3 separate regions of the Zea mays genome follow, and regions 1 and 2 are each linked to region 3. The links are chromatin contacts, called in public Hi-C maps. All regions are on one chromosome and are shown on one strand. The core of a region is the stretch at or near the end of the contact, and the rest is flanking DNA. Distances in the headings are between cores, read along the strand shown.

The links. Hi-C and Micro-C count contacts between places; a contact is called where the count stands out from the background.
Region 1: a Hi-C map of leaf shows a contact between it and region 3, with 8 times the contacts expected there. The contact joins the promoter of LOC100280893 here to the promoter of LOC100502115 in region 3. A contact is called at or near these places in 2 of 25 Hi-C or Micro-C datasets (ear and leaf).
Region 2: a contact with region 3 is called in a Hi-C map of leaf, with 5 times the contacts expected there. The contact joins the promoter of LOC103625954 here to the promoter of LOC100502115 in region 3. A contact is called at or near these places in 3 of 25 Hi-C or Micro-C datasets (ear, leaf and tassel).

The regions. Positions count from the first base shown.
Region 1 is chr5:11,996,253-11,998,952 of Zm-B73-REFERENCE-NAM-5.0, forward strand. LOC100280893 (chemocyanin) reads left to right here and starts at 1,285. Exons shown (of 2, transcript NM_001153813.1): 1 at 1,285-1,526; 2 at 1,634-2,071. The coding sequence starts at 1,328. The coding sequence ends at 1,833.
Region 2 is chr5:11,913,689-11,916,388 of Zm-B73-REFERENCE-NAM-5.0, forward strand. It overlaps LOC103625954 (protein CASP), which reads right to left and starts at 1,277. Exons shown (of 18, transcript XM_008646355.3): 1 at 1-1,277. It overlaps LOC100278613, which reads left to right and starts at 1,425. Exons shown (of 4, transcript NM_001151835.3): 1 at 1,425-2,010; 2 at 2,498-2,670. The coding sequence starts at 1,732.
Region 3 is chr5:11,582,182-11,584,881 of Zm-B73-REFERENCE-NAM-5.0, forward strand. It overlaps LOC100502115 (coatomer subunit alpha-3), which reads right to left and starts at 1,376. Exons shown (of 3, transcript XM_008645994.3): 1 at 859-1,376; 2 at 1-295. The coding sequence starts at 1,066.

The DNA.
Region 1 (2,700 bases), core at 35-2,534, 410 kb after region 3:
TTTGAATTGCCAAAACATGTATCGTCTCTCTAAAAAAACGTGTAATTACTGCAATAACTTGCATACCAACATAACATTAGTAGACTCATTTTCATTATTGCGCAAACAATTGGCAACAGATCAAATCTCTTCTCGATATTTTCTTTTTCTTTTTACCATCATTAATTGCATACTCCTCTATGATATGAGCATATACCATAAGATCTAACTAGAGGCATACAGTGAAAAAAAAACTTCCAATATATGGACAAAATAAACAAACCATCTCCTGGCTCGGGTTGCTATCTGGATGCCGCTAAAATACCCCCAAGTCGCTAAATTTACTTCCAGCGTCCTTGCACTAGTGTCTAGTGTGGCACCACGGGGGTGCATCATCGGCCGCATAATCTGAAGAATGTCGCGCTTTGGTCCGTTCCGTCCATTTCAGTTTCAGGTTGCCCAGCCTCCTTTCTCCCGAACCAGATTCATTGATGATCCTGTCCGCCACCACTGACGAGGGCGCGTAGGTTTGCTGCTCGTCAAGGTGGCCCGCCTATCTGGAGTTATGGACAGAGTCAGGTGCACATGGATCAAGCAAGCTAGTGTGGTGTAGTACACTACTGTATGAAGAATTGAAGACTCGTTTGTTCCACTTGCACCGCACGGGTCTAGGTCTAGCTAGCTCCCGCACACCTGCGTTTGCTTGCTTTATGGTGCGGCGGGACAGCTAGAACAGACGTCGATCTCCTGACGTTCTCTCTCGTCCTTTCAATTTTGAAGGATAATTAAGAAAAACACTGTCTCAACTCTTGAACCTAAATCAAATAAACTTATTTGAGATCGTTCTATCTCATTCTATCTCGTCATTGTAACCAAACACATCCTTAAATCCTGTGCCAGGCCAGTCCATCCTCCCGTCCGCGGCGAGGGTCAGGGCGCTCACCAGTCACCCACCAACGGGAACTGCTGAAGAACGCGGACTGCAATAAACGCAACAAGAAAGTTTTTCCAAGGCTTGTGGCTCCCCACCCCCGTCCTCTCTCGTCCTCGTTGGTCAGTGGGTGGGGGTGGCTATGGCTTGCTTCCTCGCTCGCAGCTCGATCGGTGTCACTGTGGGGCTAGCTAACTAACTATGTACTCCTATTCAGTAGCGTTAGTTCACACGGCGTAAGCGCTTGCTTGTCCCTGGGCCATTTGACCGTGCCATGGCCACTATATACGCTAGAAACGAGAGTTTGGTTATCGTCGTGTGCAGGGGTACTTGGGTTCGCCTATAAAAAGCGGTTCTTGGTGCGCTCTACAGCTCACTTCTAGAGTTTAGCTATAGCCTCACTGCTAGAGCGCCGCCATGGCTCAGGTAAGGGGCAGTGCTCGTGGCACTGGCAGTGGCAGCAGCGCCGCCGCGCTGGCGCTGGTCCTCCTGTGCGCGCTCCTCCGCGGCGAGTTCGCCGAGTCGGCGGTGTACACGGTCGGCGACCGCGGCGGGTGGAGCTTCAACACCGCCAGCTGGCCCAACGGCAAGCGTTTCCGCGCCGGCGACGTCCTCGGTGACCAGTGATGCATCCCATTTTCCATGGATGGCTGCGTACGTAGCCCAGCTTAATCTGACCCTCTGATGGTGTGCACGCGCGCGCGCGTTCATGGCTTCATGCAGTGTTCAGGTACGACGCCAGGGCGCACAACGTGGTGCCCGTGAGCGCGGCGGGGTACAGCTCGTGCAGCGCGCCCGAGGGCGCCAGGGCGCTCGCCACCGGGAACGACCGCGTCACGCTGAGGCGCGGCGCCAACTACTTCATCTGCAGCTTCCCAGGCCACTGCCAGGCCGGCATGAAGGTCGCCGTCACCGCCGCCTAGGCACTGCAGGGCGGCCAATCAGCCGGCGGAGAGCGCCGCGCTCACGGAGTAGTAAAGCACGTAGCTAATTAGACGGTGCTGCCCTTGTTGTTCAATAATATCGTCTGTCGTCCCGTACTTCATAACCTGCGCGGCGTGTTAGTAGTTGTTTGGTGGTGTTTGGCGACTGGCACTATAAAGAAGGGTCAGATCGAGTGATGTACTTGCTACCAATAAAGGTATACGGTTTGTGTGTTCACTCGATGTTATATATACGTCGCCCTATTCCAAACCTATAGAGAGCTAATGGCTAATAAGTTGTAAGTTAGGTTGAGAAGTATAATTAATAATTAGCTAGTCCAACGACTGACCCATTCAGTCATTCTAAAATTCTCAGCTAAATTTAGTGTCTAACTATTAAATTTAGAGGTTTAGAACAAGATCTAAGTGGTGCTTGTTTAAGCTCTACAAAACAAAAATAAAAAATTACGATTCCAATGTTGGGTGCGAGGATGACGTTGAATTGTAAACACAACCTCAGACTATCCATAACGGTTCCCTCTACGTCATCCCTATATACCTAATTTTTTCTCTATCCTCTAAAGATTCCATCCCCTGAATCATGTTTCTTGTGGGATCCTGTTTTATCCGAGTTGAACCCTATTTATTCCACATTTAAAAAACCCTATTTATTCCACATTTAAAAAAAATGCGGGATGGACCCAATATATATTAGTGTATTAGCTAAAGCCGTATATCCTTATGTGATAAATTATAGCACAAGAAATCATTCTAGCCATTGGACGTCTTCAATGAAAAGTAGCCAAAAGGCTCAAATAACATTGACCATAGCTTTATACACGCCACTAGCAAACTAACAACAATAAA
Region 2 (2,700 bases), core at 27-2,526, 330 kb after region 3:
ACAAAAAACTTTAACCATTTGTATTATTAAATATAATGAGTTGTTATTTATTTATTTTTTTGATTTGTTTTATCACTTAAGTTAGTTTGTGTTTGACTTGAAATTTTACATTTTAAATAAATATTTTGAATAAGACGAATGATTAAAATTTTCGAAAAAAAATAACGCTGTCATATATTTATGAACTGAGATAATATTAGGGTAGGAATGTATCGATAATGTGGCTAGCAAAGTAAAGAGTGTTTGGTTTCTATAGACAAATTGTTAGTCTCTTACTCTCTTTTGGTTCTTAAATTACCAAACACAAGGACTTTAAAAGGATAAATTATCTCTATTTAGGTCTAGGTTTGCGCCTCTTTAGGATTGGCACAATGACTTAGCCATACAGGCCCAAGTTCGCAGACAAGAGAAATTCATTTTTTTTTTCTTTTCTCATTCATCAAATGGTGTTTTTTATTATTTTTCATGGTAACTCTATTTAGCACATGACACACAGACATTATAGCCTCACCTATCATTAGGGCTTGTTCGATTAGCTCTCAATTCATGTGGATTGAGTGGGATTGGGTGAAATTAAATCTCAAGTAAGTTAAACTCCTTAAATTTTTCTAATCTCATCCAATACATGGATAACGGGATTAACCGAATAAGACCTTAGTTGGAGAGTCTCGATGTTTCTAACATAGCGCTAACCATCTCCATTAGAATTCTGTTATTACTTTACACAATCCTATTGGTATGTGGAGAATAGGGACGTTCCTTTTCATGAATGATATCATGTTCCTCGCAGAATGAGTTAAATTCGTTTGGCAAATACTCTCCATCATGATCAGATCTCAGGCGTTTAATCATTCTTTCAAACTGATTTTTTAATTTTGTTTTTATAGATTTTGAAATAGATAAGATACACATCTCTTATTTTAAACAAGTACACATCGATATCAATATCATGAAATATCTTGTCCCTTCTTTTGTCAATATTCCATTTCTCTCGAAAAAATCAATGTGAACTAGTTCTAATGATTCTAAACTCGTCGCCTCTGTTGTCTTGTTAAATTATTTAGATTGCACATATATTTTATATTTAGATATTTTTGACAAAAGTAAATTTTAGGATTAAGCTCATGTACATGTTAGGACATATACAAACTATTGCCATTGGTTTTAATTTTTAAGTATAAGAGACCGTATGAAAAACTAAATCTTCTACATCATAAATATAAGAGTTAAGGGATAATATATAAAGAATTGTGTAGAAACGGACTCTTCAAAAAAAACACATCTTAATTTTTGTTCACTTAACCCCTATAGACCTTTTAAGGGCTGGTTAGTGACCATGAAATTGGATAACAATAGAATTCCTTTCTCACGAATACTTTCCAATTCTCCGATCACTAAATTAGCTTAAAAAATCTATAATTAATGGGGTTGTAGTAACTGCTGTGCAGTATGTGACTGGACAAACCGCGGATCCTCTTCGGATCTTCCTTCCCATGGCAAAATTCAGGTTCCGGCCGACTCCTATACATAGGCAGCCAGCCTTTTCACCCTTTTCCCTTCCCCCTCCCCAACCCCCCACACAGACTAGCAAGCCGCGCGCGGAGGCGAGGCGTTCGCACACCTCGCCGCGCGTCCTTGGCCTCTCCCCGCGCCACCACCGTTCCGTTGCGCCCGCTAACGATCACGCGTTTCCGGTGGGAGAGAGAGTAGGTAGGGAGAGGACGGGACAGGATGCTCGGGTTCAGGCAGATGTCGTGGTCGTCGGCGGAGGCGCAGGCGCCGTCGGAGCAGCTGTGCGAAGGGGTGGCGGCTGTCGTGGCGGCGCGCCAGGGGATGGAGACGCCGCTGACGGCGGTGGCCGAGGCGTTCGAGGAGCTGGTGCGCGGGATGGACGCCGACGGCGGCGAGCTCCGCGTCGCGCCCTTCAGCGACACCTGTGCCCTCGTCTCCGTGCTCTTCAGCAGCCTCGGGATGGCCTTCAGGTTCGCCGAGATGGAGTACGTCACCAAGGTGAGCGCCTGATCGATCCGAAAGTTCTGCGCGATCTCTCCTCTCTTTTTTTTCTCTCTCTCTCGCCCCTGCCGGGATCGTTTGCTTCGCTTTGTAGTTCGTACCGTTGTTGCGATCTCTCTGTGTCAGGAATCCAAGATTTTACACGGCTGGCGAGGTGAAATCCAACGAGTGATGCCTGGATAACATGGCGCCATATTATTTATTACTTTCATCAGATCTTCCTTCTTTCTAGAAAAGAACACACGTCACCGAAAAAAAAACGAACTTTGCAATCTTCTCCTTCAAGGAAGCTCCAGGAAAGAAAGTTGTCGCGTTGATTTGACTCGCGGTCGATTGCGTGCAGACTCTTTCAGTATTTCAATGGTCGGCGTTATTAGCACCACTGCACCAATCAAAATTGCTCCCGCGTACTCCCGGCAACGGAACGTAACGCCGCTTCTCCGCGTGAATACTGCGTACTCATACCACCCATCTATCCTTCCAGGTGAACGATCTCATCGGTGCCGGCAAGTCGTACCGCACGCTGAGCGACATCCTCGACAAGGACATCCAGAACGACTGCGTGAAGAAGCAGGGAAGCCACTCCCGGAACCTGCGCAGGGTCCGTCTCGGACTCGGCCTCATCAAGGCCCTCTTCGAGCAATTCCTCGCCACCGAGTAAGTCTCCTTTACATTGAGCCAAACGCA
Region 3 (2,700 bases), core at 126-2,625:
CTTAGAGCTCCAATATCCCAAACACGCACAGTCTGATCAAGTGATGCCGATACAACTAGGTCTTCTTTGGGATGGAAAGATGCACACATGACATAATGGTTATGCCCAGTCAGCACAGCCACACAGGTGCGTGACTGCCAGTTCCAGATCCGGATTGTCTGATCGTCACTAGCACTTACAATCCATGGGTACTCATGATGGAATTGCACGGTGCGAATGTAGTCAAGATGCCCATGAAGTGTGAAGAGGCAGCGGTGCGTCTTGTAATTCCAGACCTTAATCTTATAATCATCACCTGCATGGTAAAACAGTACCAGAATCTTAGAAGATTCATAAATCTTAAAAGTAACAATTGTAATGTGCCGAAGGATGTATTAGTTGCATTAGTATGGATTCAATGATTGACAGCACGACTGCAACAGTGGTTTTTGTTTTGGTGCATGCTAATGAGAATGCCTTTGTGATTTGTGACTGAAGGTACTCATGTTTCAAAGATCATTGTAGAATCCACCGCCTAAAGCCACAGGAAAATTCAAGCACTAATGAATTATTTACCATACAGATCATAGTAAGCACAGATGAAGCAAGCACCAGATCCGAGTAAGACCAACCCATCGTACCAAACTATTGTATACGGTAAGTATGTCCTTAACCACCGGGCTTCCCACCAAACGAGATCACATCAACGAACTTGTAAACCAGTCTAGTCCAAGCGCCCACGATTACACAATCAACGACGCAGAACCATCAAACAGCCACGTAACTCGCGGGAATACCTCCTATCCGCGAGATATAAATGAGCTAAACATGCGAAGCGCGCACCAGACGGGCGACACGAGGAAGGATCTAGCAAATTACCTCCGGAGACGAAGAGAGGCTGAGTGGCGTGGAAGTGGACGCCGCGAACCGGCCCGTCGTGCTCGTCGAAGCGGTCGAGGAGGGTGCCCATGCGGTAGTCCCACATCTGGATCACCCCGCTGTGGAGACTCGCCAGGATCCATGGCCGACGCGGGTGGAAACTCAGCCCCTTCACCCGGTTGCTCTTCGTCTCGAACTTGGTCAGCATCCTCCCGTCCCGGCGTGCCCAGCCACGTCGACGGCTAAGCCGAGCTCCACCTGGCTGTAGCTGCGGAGAGGATGGGGTGGTGGATCTGGAGGAGAAGAGGTGGTGGTGGTGGATCTGGAGGGGCGAGTCGGGACTCGGGACCCCCGCGCGAGAGAGAGGGGGAGGAAAATGCAATGGATGACAGGAGAGGGCGTGTTTTAGATCTCGGCGCAAGGGGTCTGATGAACCTCGAAATGGTGGGAGGGGTCATAACCGTTTGATGCTGGGGCGTTATGATCTGAGCCGTTGGAGATTGTGCGCCCTGGTTGTCACTTGTGACTTGTGAGGAGGACGTTCACGAATTATAGGCTTGTTAAGGAGGGTTCACTTCAATAATTTCAGCTTTAGACTGTGTTTGTTTTCTCTTGTTAAAGTTTAGCACTACATTTTTTTACTAAAGTTCAGTTATTGAAGAAACAATCAGAGTGGCTAAAAGTGTTGTGCTAAAATTTAATACCCATTAGCACTTTAGCTCTACCAAAGATGCTAAACTAAACTAAAAGTGACCCCTAAACCCATTTCTCTTCTTTCTCTCTCCCTCTACACATTATATCATTTCTTTGTCATGTTGTTGGTCTCCTCGGTAGCCACGCGCTCCACATGCATTAATTAGGAAAATATGCTAAAGTTTAGCACTTATATCTAAAACATTACTCAAGTGCATTAAGCATGGTCGCAAACCTATCGGAGCCTATCATGAATTTGTTATATCTTTTCGGGATTGTTTGAATATAATCCAGATCACGGTTAAACCGAGCAAAGTCCAAGTCTCATGTATTATGTTCTCGTATGAAATCATGGAGAATTATTGTAGCAGCAACAACCATTTTTTGCTTGTACATAGAGTACGAAGGCATGTTAAATATAATTTTCCACTTAATTTTTAGTACTTTGAATGATCTCTCAACGATATAACTGATTTTTAGTTATGTTATTATGAATATTATAAAGGACAAGAATAAAATGTTGTATATTTTTTGTGTGCATTATTGTCTCTCTACAAAGAAAAAGGTGAAAACATCTGAATCCAAATTTGTATCCATATCCAGATTTTATATCAATTATTTAGAAACATATGGAACCGATGTGAGGTTTAGTTTTTATGAATATTAATAAGCTCAATCCTAAAAACAAAAAATACATGACAATTTTTGCATGTTATTTGTTCATAATAGAATAAAAAAGACTAAAATTTTACATTCGAATAAGTATCTAGATCCATCCCTACTTGTCAGTGAATCATTTGCTTTGTCGTAATGATGGATTAAAATCCTTCGATGATAGTACTACTCTCTACCTCTATATAATCCACCATTTAAAACATCACTAGGTGCACACTGTAAATTAACCTCACCAAATCCCACCATTAAAACCAACGCTCCAGATCATTTCATTTACCTTTTATCTCTTAATTGATCACATCTAATGGTCAGTGTTTTTGGATTATCCTCATCCCTCACTCGCATCCCCATCCCCCGACGATCACCTCCATGAGGTACTCTACACCTCAGAGCGGAGCCCACCACTGGTGGCGATGAACGAGAAGGCATAGTCCATGATATCGTCGTTGCACCCGTTGTTCCCATTAGTGCTGC